Regions from separate parts of the Mus musculus genome. Here region 1 is linked to region 2. A link is a contact called in public ChIA-PET data. All regions are on one chromosome and are shown on one strand. Each heading gives the region's core, a stretch centred on a gene start, on an enhancer-like site or on the middle of the called end of the contact. The rest is flanking DNA. Distances are from core to core; before and after follow the strand shown.

Region 1 (4,972 bases), core at 2,448-4,947, 59 kb after region 2:
GCTTTGAGTCTACAGGACTGGCCCCTTCGTGGACTTCAGCAGTTGGGTGGATCAATTCAAAGACCAGGATCTGAGCCTGGGTGGTAGCTGAGTTGGTCAGCCTGCCAAAGTTCCTTCACCCACACCATCAGGATGATCAAGCTCTCCAGCACTGCTCCAGCTAGCTCACCCAATGCCACAGCTGGCAAGGGGCAGAGCCAGTTTTCCTGCCTGCCACAAATAGTGAGGGCTGAGAAGGGGTTGGGGGAGGCCATTTCTTCCTTGGCAAGTATGATCCTTTGGTTTAAATACCAACTGACCGGTTCCCAAATTTGTCAAAAGGCTCCCATTGTTCAGGGAATATGATTATCTCTTGGTATTTATTTTGGTCTAAAATCTTCTTATATACTAAAATAAACAAATAGAAATACTAGCCAATACACTAATATAGTCATAATATAACTCTGCCCTTAAAATATTAGGTCTAGCCCTACATTATATTATTTAGCATCACTAAATAATTTCGTTTATTACTCAGAACAGTATTCCTGAATACTTCTGTTTCTGGAATGTTGACCAACACACACACACACACACACACATGAGAGAATGAGAGAAGCCGCAGGTATTCTTCTAATTCACTAATACATTCCAGAACAAGTGTCATTTGACCACATTGTCCTAGGATGGGAAACTGGAACTTTGTGGGTCCCGACTTATCCAACCCAGCACCAGAGGAGACTCCTATCCAAGCCTCTTGGTGCAATCATGAGAAATCTAGCAAGACGGCGGCTGCTTACCAATGTGTGACAGCACAATGCCTGTTAGTGTGCAAAGACTCGAATGATAGAACACGGTGAGAAGATATGGAACTCAAGAGTCTGGCTTATTTATTATTTAAAATAACAGGATTAAAGTTGTCTAAATAAACTATTCTCTTTTTTTCCTGCTTCAGCCTTGCCGAGTGCTCGGGTTATTAGGCCCCCACAACCATCATATCTGACTCCACTTTCATTTTTAAAATGAAACTCAACAGTCTTTTAAAAAAATACGAATTTCCTGTGGGTTCAAACTATACTATCTCATGGAAACTGTTCTAAGAAAATAAAATTCGGTGAAAGTTTTGTAGGTCCTAACATATTTCTATCAAGTCTAATTTTTACGTGTCTTTAGGAAAAGCAATAATATATAATGACATGTATCCTAATTTCTCTTTTGCTAGAAATTCTTTTTTATCAGCTGTCATTTTTCTCTGACCAAGATCTGAATCAAGTGAATTTTTTAAATTAAGATAGAATGATATAATAAGGAAAAATTAAAATCTAGGAACAAACTACTAAACATTTGTGTCAAATAAATTAGCAAAGTTCTTTGGGTCTTTTTTGTTTTTGTTAATTTGTTTAAGTTAAAAGACAGTATGGCAAAGACAGGTTTAGAATGAAATTCCTCAGCACTGCTGGTGAGAAGTGGGAATGGAATGGAAGACGCCAGATTCGAAAAGTATCACGGGCTTTGAAAGTGGCTGGGGATGTAGCTCAGCGAGGAGAGGAGTTGCTTAGCATGCACAAGGCGTGGGTTTGATCCCCACAACCACATAAATTTGTTATGGCAGGCGGTACAAGCCTGCCATCTCTGCACCCCAGAGGCAGAAGCAGGGGGTTCAAAGTCACCCTTAGCTGAGTCGGAGGCCGCTCTGGACATTAAGATCCTATCTCAAAAATAAAAGCTTTGAGGGCTGGAGAGATGGCCCAGCAGTTTACAGCACTAACTGCTTTTCTAGAGGTCCTGAGTCCAATTCCCAGGAACCAAATGGCAGCTCACAACCATCTGTAACAGAATCTAATGCCCTCTTCTGGTGTGTCTGAAGGTCAACTACGGTGTACGCACGTACATAAAATAAATCTTTTAAAAGATAAAGCCTTTAACATTCTCAAGGTCAATTCAGTAAGTACTCTTCAAGTCCTTCCATCTAAAAACCGATAGTTAAAAAGAGTCCCCAATAATAAATAAAAAATAATTAAGATATGTATTCATGTATGTTATTAATATTTTTAAATTACTCTTTGAGGGGCTAAGAGTACAGCTCAGTTGGTAGAGTGCTTGCCCAGTATGCAGGAGGCCCTAGAATCAATCCCAGGCACCATAGCAACCCGGTGTGACGGCAGCTCTGAGGAGGGAGAAGCAGGAGAATTAGGAATTCAAGGCTGCACAGTGGATCAGAGGCCAGTCTGGACTACATGAGATACTCTTAAAAAAAAAAAGTAAATAAGGTTTCATTTTCGATTAAGAACTTTGCTGTTCAGTAATATCTTATAAAATGTTTTTATAGTCATTTGCAATGCAGGTGTATATTGTATATTTATAAAAAACGTATGCATAAAAGATGGCTGTCAAGGTGGATACCAATGTTTACATAGCAGGTACTGCTCTATAGAAAGATTATGACTATTCTTATTTTCCTACCTACCCTTCCATGTTTTTTTTTTCACTTTACAATCAGAAAGGCAGGCAGATCTCTGTGAGTTCAAAACCGGACTGGTCAACAGATTGAGTCCCAGGACAATAGGGCTATTCAGAGAAACTTTGTCTGGAAACCCATCATCATCATCATCACCACCATCATCACCATCATAATAATTTAAAATGTATTCTCAAACATCTTTAAACATCCATACTTCAAAAAGATTACTAAATTGCCTCAAATTATTCCCATCTCAGGTACAAGAAGGAATTAAAACCACAAGAACGGTATCTTACTAACCATCTTTTTTTTTTTAAGGTATCTCATCTTTTCTCAAATTGGCTTTAATATTTTATACTTCCTAAAAACATACCATCTCTAAAACTAACAGAATCAAGGTGCCAAATTTTTCCCAAATACTTTAGGAAAATAACTCATTAACAATGCCACAGTAAAACTAAAAACTGTTTCTAATAAAACTAACACCATTTATTTGAAAGAACAACATGGTGGGTAGGATGCAGCCCAGTGATCCAGTGGTTGACTAGCACAGAAGGGCCACTCCTCAGTATGAACACCACGTCTATCTCATTCCTGTAATTTTTATGCAGCAAAAAAAAAAAAAAACATCTTTAGCCAGACATGGTGGCACATGCCTTGCACCCCAGCATTTGGGAGGTAGACCTCCGAGTTCTAGGCCAGTCTGGTCTACACAGCAAGTTCCAGGACAGCCTAGTGGAATGAGGAACGTGGTAGGTCCTGCCCCACCCCCACCACCAAAAAGGCAGAGAGGAGTTATCCGGAACTTAGGGGAGGAAATCAGCACTCTGGAAATGAAAGGCATATGATATAGAAGCATTTATTCATAAAAAGACCAGATTTTCAGTTAACACAGTGCAAATCACTGGCATCCCTGCCCAAGGCTGCTCGCTATGCCATTCTAGGTGAACATGGAAACAGACAAAAAACAAAACAAAAACAGACAACACACACTACACACACACACACACACACACACACACACACCACACACACACACAAACACACACACACCACACACACACACACACCACACACCATACACCACACACACACACACCACACACACACACACAAACACACACACACCACACACACACACACACACCACACACCATACACCACACACACACACACACACACACACACTCACTTACCACACACAGTTCCTGCCCTGAGCACTGCTGGTTACAGTGACCTGGGTGAAAGACAAGCAAGAGGCCTGAAGCTTAGAGAGCATAAGATGGTGTCATCCCTAGATTCAGTAAACTAACTAGAAATGTAACGGAAAGCGAGACAGTTAGGAGTCTGGTTACTTTCCCATGTGTCTGAGCTGTGGTTATGCTTTGTGGGGACATAGAAGAAACTGGCAGGGCCCAAGCCGTCTACCTACACCTGGAAGTCAACAGGGCAATAGAGACCATCTCTGTGCAGGCAGAGGGGACATGAGATGACCCAGCAGAGAGTAAATGCCAAACCTCCCCTTGAAAACTGCCTGAAATTTAAATGTTCCCAAACTCACACAGGATCTGTCAGCTGTGAGTGGCTTTTGACCATAACATCAGGCAGACACAAGCCAACCCTCAAAGCCACAAACCACAGCGAGCTGGAACACAGGAATTTAAGCACAGACAAGTCGGCTCTCCCACCTGCCAGGAAGCAACAACCTGGAGAGGGGAGCTCGGGAGCCAGAAACATTACCGTAAAGATCCTAAACTGTCCACAACCTGGAGAGGGGAGCTCAGGATCCAGAAACATTACCGTAAAGATCCTAAACTGTCCACAACCTGGAGAGGGGAGCTCAGGATCCAGAAACATTACCGTAAAGATCCTAAACTGTCCACAACCTGGAGAGGGGAGCTCAGGATCCAGAAACATTACCGTAAAGATCCTAAACTGTCCACAACCTGGAGAGGGGAGCTCGGGATCCAGAAACATTACCGTAAAGATCCTAAACTGTCCAGCTCTTAGCAAACATGACACATGCAGAGAAAAAGTAGATGTGACCCACAGGCTACAAAGAACTGACTGGACACAGAGAAGACTTCAAAGAGGCTATTTCCTTCGTGGAGGCAGAGGAAACCATATCTGATCGGCTGATCAGTGATTCAGTAATCAGCTTCATTAAAGAGAAAATTACAAGAAGGGGTCACAGGGAAAACGTGTTGAAAAATGTAACAACTCGGGTTTGGTTTGGTTCTGAAGTCATTAGAACAGCTCAATGGAAGGAAGAATCGAAGACTAGGGCTAGAGGGATGGCCAGTGAGTAAGTGCTTGCTGCGCATGCGTGAGGTCCATTTCACGTCTCCAGCACCCAAGTAAAGCCAGGTATGGCAGGACACACAGGTAAGCCCAGCACTGGAGAGTGGAGAGACAGGAGGGTCCCAGGGACTCAATGGCCAGTCAGCAAACGGGTTCAGTGAGAGACCCTATCTCAAATAGTAAGGTAGAAAGTGACCGAGGAAGAGGCCGACCATCAACCTCTGGTCTTCA
Region 2 (4,696 bases), core at 654-3,153:
GGTTACAGACCAGGTATGGGTTTAAAAAATTCTAACTTCCATAATGAAAATGTAATATAAAGTATGACCAGGAGTAAAGTAAATGCAGAACAAAATATGAAAGTACACGGAATTATTACTGACTTTGGGTAGTAACAATTGAAATGATTCAAATTTTCTGAATTATGAGATTTGTTTTCCCCTTCTTGTACACATGTGAAATTTAAAACACAGAAACCATCTGCCGTTGTTTTATTAGCAGTTGGGGAATAACAGGAGAACTTGTAAGAGAGTACTGACATCTTTATTTCCAGCCGATACACAGACCAGATTGTGGTGCACACAAAGAACCTTCAGGCCCAGAGTCTAAAGATAAAATACAATAGTGATAATCTGACGGTATATTAAGAGCGGAACAAACTGCCTTTCAAGTTCACTTGAGAAATGTATGACAAAAAAAAAAAAAAACACTGAGAGGGCATCCTTGTATTTAAGTCAGGGAAGTTAACAAAGGAAGGGCTTTCCCAGGAAGAAAAGATAAATAGGTTTATAAAACTAAACTGGGAGCTATAATAGAAAAAAATTTAAAAAGGTTCTGAAATTTACTAGTCGAGTTGAAGTAATGTTCAAAAGCCTAAGGTATCTCGAAAACTTGTCTTAAGTTTTCTTTTTTCAATGTAACTCCACTTCCCCCAATACTCTTGGTTCGACAAAGCTGGGGTTAAAGGGAGAGGTGAAACACCGGAACCAAAACACAAAATTACGGCTCCAAATCACCGCTGTAACTACTTAAGTATTTATAATTGCTAAAATCATTCTTCGACTGTAACCCATCCTAAACCCCCGCCCCTCTCCCTAGAGAATAAAGCTCCCTTAAGCCCAACTGAGTCCCCCCCAGCAGGTACAAAGTGCCAGGAACCGTGTCCCGCCCAGCTGTCAGTGCCTTCGCCGGCTGAGAAGTCCCAGGGAGTGAACTCCGGAGCGCTCAGCGCCGGGAGCACGCGAAAGCGAGGCTCGGGAAGCCGGCTGCGCCCCAACTCCTTTTTGTTTTGTTTAAATCGGCCTGCAGAGGGAGGAGCCGGGCCTCGCCCGCGGGCCTAGTCGCCGGGTCAGGCCGAGCAGCGCCTCCCGGAGCCGGCCAAGTCCACCCCCACCTCTTTCGCCATTCATCGCTTCCTCCCCTCCCCCCCATCATGTGACCGCAGCCTGGACGCCAGGCTTGTTTTTCCCCCTTAGCGCAGCCCCACCGCGCACCGCGCAGGCGCCTCGGAGCCCATTCATTCGAACTGCGTAACAATGAGCCCCGGGCCCGACGGCTCCGCGAGCTCCCCCGCCCGGCCCGGGCCCCGGAGGCAGCTTCGCCTCCCCGGAGCCCCCGGCCCGCTGGAGCTCGCGGCCGGCGTCCGCCCTCGGCCCCCGCAGCGGGGAGTGGCGAGGCAAACTTTCCGGAGCCCTCCGGAGCGCCAGGCCCCTCCCCTGCCCCGGCCCCTTCCCCGCCGGCCCCCACCGCGAGCGCCACCGAGCCCCGAGCTCCGCCACCCCCACCACCCCGAGTCCTGGGAGCCGCGGCCGTCCAGGCTCGGAGAGCTCCCGGGAGGCCCGGACGGCGGGTTCCGCGCAGGGGATCCAGTGCCCAGAGTCCCAAGGGTCTCCGCTCTCGCGGCCGCTGCCCGGCCCCGAAGCTCCAGCCCCTCCCTTGCCCACCCCCCACCCCTCAGAAACCCCGCGACCACACAGAGTCAGGACGCAGGCCGTCTGTCGCGACAGCGTCGCCAGCTGCTTGCCTGCGCGTTTCCCGACGGCTGCCCACCTCTCTGTGGCGCGCCGCGACTCCCACCGCCGCGTTTACTCCTCAGCCGAAACTTTCCTACTTACCAAACCCGTCGCCATTACCAAGTCTTTCAAGCTTCGTCTTCCCCCTCCCCTGAAGCCCCCGGGGGGCTGAGCCTTCGTCCACCTTTCTCGTCTTTAATTGGTCTGAAGAACTGCCACTCTAAGGTTCCGCCTTTCCATTGGAAAGTGCCGTAGTCCGTCTCGGTGGGCGGGCATGTATTGACTTTTCTCTTGTGTTTACTGGAGAAGGTGGCTTGTCAATCACTACAGAAAGCGCTTTGGATTGGATTGCTGCCGAGACACGGGGGACGGGAGCCAAACTTTGCTATCGAAGTGGATTGTGGGTTAGTAGTCTCAGCCTTGCTCCTTAGCTGAGGAAATTACCGGGGGGGAGGAGCTGACTGAACTACATATCCCAGAGGTACGCGCACAACGCAGTCTTGATAGTAAACAAGAGTCATAGGGACACGTGTATCAGCTCGTTTGTTTTGGTGTCTGAGACAAAAGGGAGGGGGCGGAGGATAGGAGTGTTTTAAAGCCAGGGCCACCTCTCTTCCTTTAGGCCTCCCAGAGGGCCTAGAGCGTCCTTGGTTGGGTATTTCAGCACCCATTCCAGGCCATAAACAGCAGAGTCGCTTGCTGCTCAAAGTTTGGCTGGTGGCCAAGGTATTGTTTTAGTGCGAGGGGAAGAAGATGACTGCACAAGCGGAAGCAGTGCAGGCTAGCCAGGGACTTGATCACTTACAAATCACGGCCCAAGCACGTTGGGGATTACAAAAGTTGATTCAGTACTGCCCTCCCTTAGCAGATGAGCTAGACAGATTTTTTTTTTTTTTTTTTTTTAAACTTAACCAGCCCTTGACTCAATACGCCGCCAACAACAACTGGGGAAGATTTACCAGTGTCCAGTTTGACCAGAATTAGTTGAGACACAGCCAAGTGCCATGTACTGTAGGGTTTAAGAATGAGACAGTATCGGACTCAAGAATTTATACAGCTGTTTAGAGTACTGGACTATTGCTTTGAATTTGAGGCATTCGAAGCGATGTTTCCTTATTGGCCTACATTTTCTTTTAAATTAATACAGAGGAGTGTAGATAGACTGTATTTGTCCGAAGTTAGTTGCTAGGTTACTTGTGTCTTTGGTGAATATTTTTAACTGTCTCTCCCTCCCTAAGCGTTCAGACAGAAAACTGCCTTTCCACTCTGTTTCTACTAGAAGTTCCTCCTGATTTTTCTAAGGGAGTTACCAAAAGTGGGGAATGGCTTTTCTGTGTTAGTTGCTTCCTTTTAAAGGAGGTTGCTCATAGCATCTGGGTGCAGTCAGTCTGTAATTGGCATTTTTACTATTCACATTATAAGCATTACTATAGGCATTATTGAGCTTTTTTTCTTTGAACATGAAGTGTTTAATCATGTAGGGTATGGATTAGGTTTTATTTCTTCCTATTACTAGAAATGTGCTGAAATTGAGAAAGAAAGGAGTACGAATTCTGCTCAAGTCAATTTAGGGAAGAGCTCGAGGTCATCTTTCAAAACTGCCCGCATTTCTAGACCTGAAAGCTACAGAACAAAACCAGTAAACAAAAGATTTACTGGTACATGGTTGAAACAAGGTTTCAAATTCCTTTGAGTTCTGCTTTTGGACTCTTGAAGTGGAAACTATTTCTAAAATAGCCGGCCCAAGTGAGCAGGGATTGATACTCTGCTCACAAATATTCTGTTCACAAGCATTGTTTTCCTCAAAATAATCCAGAGGAAAACCCTCCCAAAATGCCTGACCCCCACCCCCGAGTAAAAAAGTAAGACCCTAGTGTACAACTTTCAGATACTGTAGAGTGATCCCAAAAAGCATGACCGTGCTTCACTCATTTCGTGTTTGTGGTACTTCTGTAGTGGAATTCCAGCAAGACCCATAACTTAAAAACAGAAACACCAATATTAATTTCTTAACTAAACAATAGTAGCCTCTATTCTTGGAGTATGCTTAATATTTTAAAACTAGTGCCTGTGATATTCATATGTTCTCAAAACTAAAAGGTTGTGTTTCCAAAACTGAAAGCTTGAAAGCTTGGGCCACTGACTTACCCGGTCCTCATGAGCATGTATGTAAACTCCAACACCAACTTCCCCTGATACTTAGGAAAAGAGGTGGGGGGGGGGGGGGCTGGGGCTGGGGGGTCCAAACGTAAAAACACTCTCCAGGACTTTCCAGGTTTTACCAAAAGCCGTAGTGGGTTGGATTGTTTTGTTTTGTTTTGTTTTGCTTTTAGCTGTAAATTACCAGGGTGGGAAGAATAAATTTGACTTCAGATAAAGGTATTGCATGTTAATTATGATGTCTTACTAACTGTAGATGTTTCCCATTCATTCATATATTTAATACTATTTATTGACTCCTTCTGAAAATTCAAAGATTTAAAACATTTGTCATAGTTTATCTTATGTCCATGCCATTAAATATAAGTTAGATTAAGATACTTTAATCAGAGATAAATGCACTTATTAGAATCTACCCCCACCCCCAACTTGCAGCAGATATTTAATCCATTGGACTTCCTTGAGGAACTAAGTGAACACCTAGTGCCGTGTGCATATTTAACATGATCATCATTTAATTCTTGGTTAACCAACAAAAGCAGCCAACTCAAAAGCCAGAACAAAGATCAATAACATCTTAGAAAGTCTTATTCTTCAGATATTTTCAGGCTAAGATTAACATTAAAAAAAATTAATGCCTCCTCTTGGTTACTGTGTATATTGTGCACATGTATAAAATCTGTTAACATGTGAAAAAAAATCAAAATACCAACAGTTTGAAATTGTTTTAAACAAATTTTAGTTGGTTAAAGATGGTTAAAAAATAGTTTTAAGATTAGAGAAA

Evidence for each region. ChIA-PET counts read pairs in DNA pulled down with a chosen protein or histone mark.
Region 1: a contact with region 2 is called in an RNA polymerase II ChIA-PET map of memory CD8 T cells, with 13 read pairs. The contact joins the enhancer-like site here to the promoter of Hbp1 in region 2. A contact is called at or near these places in 2 of 15 datasets of contacts at CTCF or cohesin (CD8 T cells and the NIH/3T3 cell line), 7 of 484 Hi-C or Micro-C datasets (CD4 T cells, the HPC-5 cell line, bone marrow-derived macrophages and 3 more), 2 of 115 datasets of contacts at active chromatin or transcription factors (the HPC-7 cell line and memory CD8 T cells) and 3 of 9 other capture datasets (adipose tissue, bone marrow-derived macrophages and embryonic stem cells).

What each region holds. Positions count from the first base shown.
Region 1 is chr12:32,005,729-32,010,700 of GRCm38.p6, forward strand. All of the region lies in intron 2 of Prkar2b (protein kinase, cAMP dependent regulatory, type II beta), which reads right to left. Among named protein-coding and RNA genes, the nearest start is that of Prkar2b, 53 kb to the right of the region's middle. Within about 2 kb of position 3,698, at least 75 of the 459 cell types and tissues checked have an H3K27ac peak or open chromatin away from gene starts, as enhancers often do. A contact at or near this core is called in CD8 T cells, bone marrow-derived macrophages and memory CD8 T cells, where this site is marked.
Region 2 is chr12:31,948,342-31,953,037 of GRCm38.p6, forward strand. It overlaps Hbp1 (high mobility group box transcription factor 1), which reads right to left and starts at 1,904. Exons shown (of 11, transcript NM_153198.3): 1 at 1,855-1,904. The coding sequence starts at 1,869.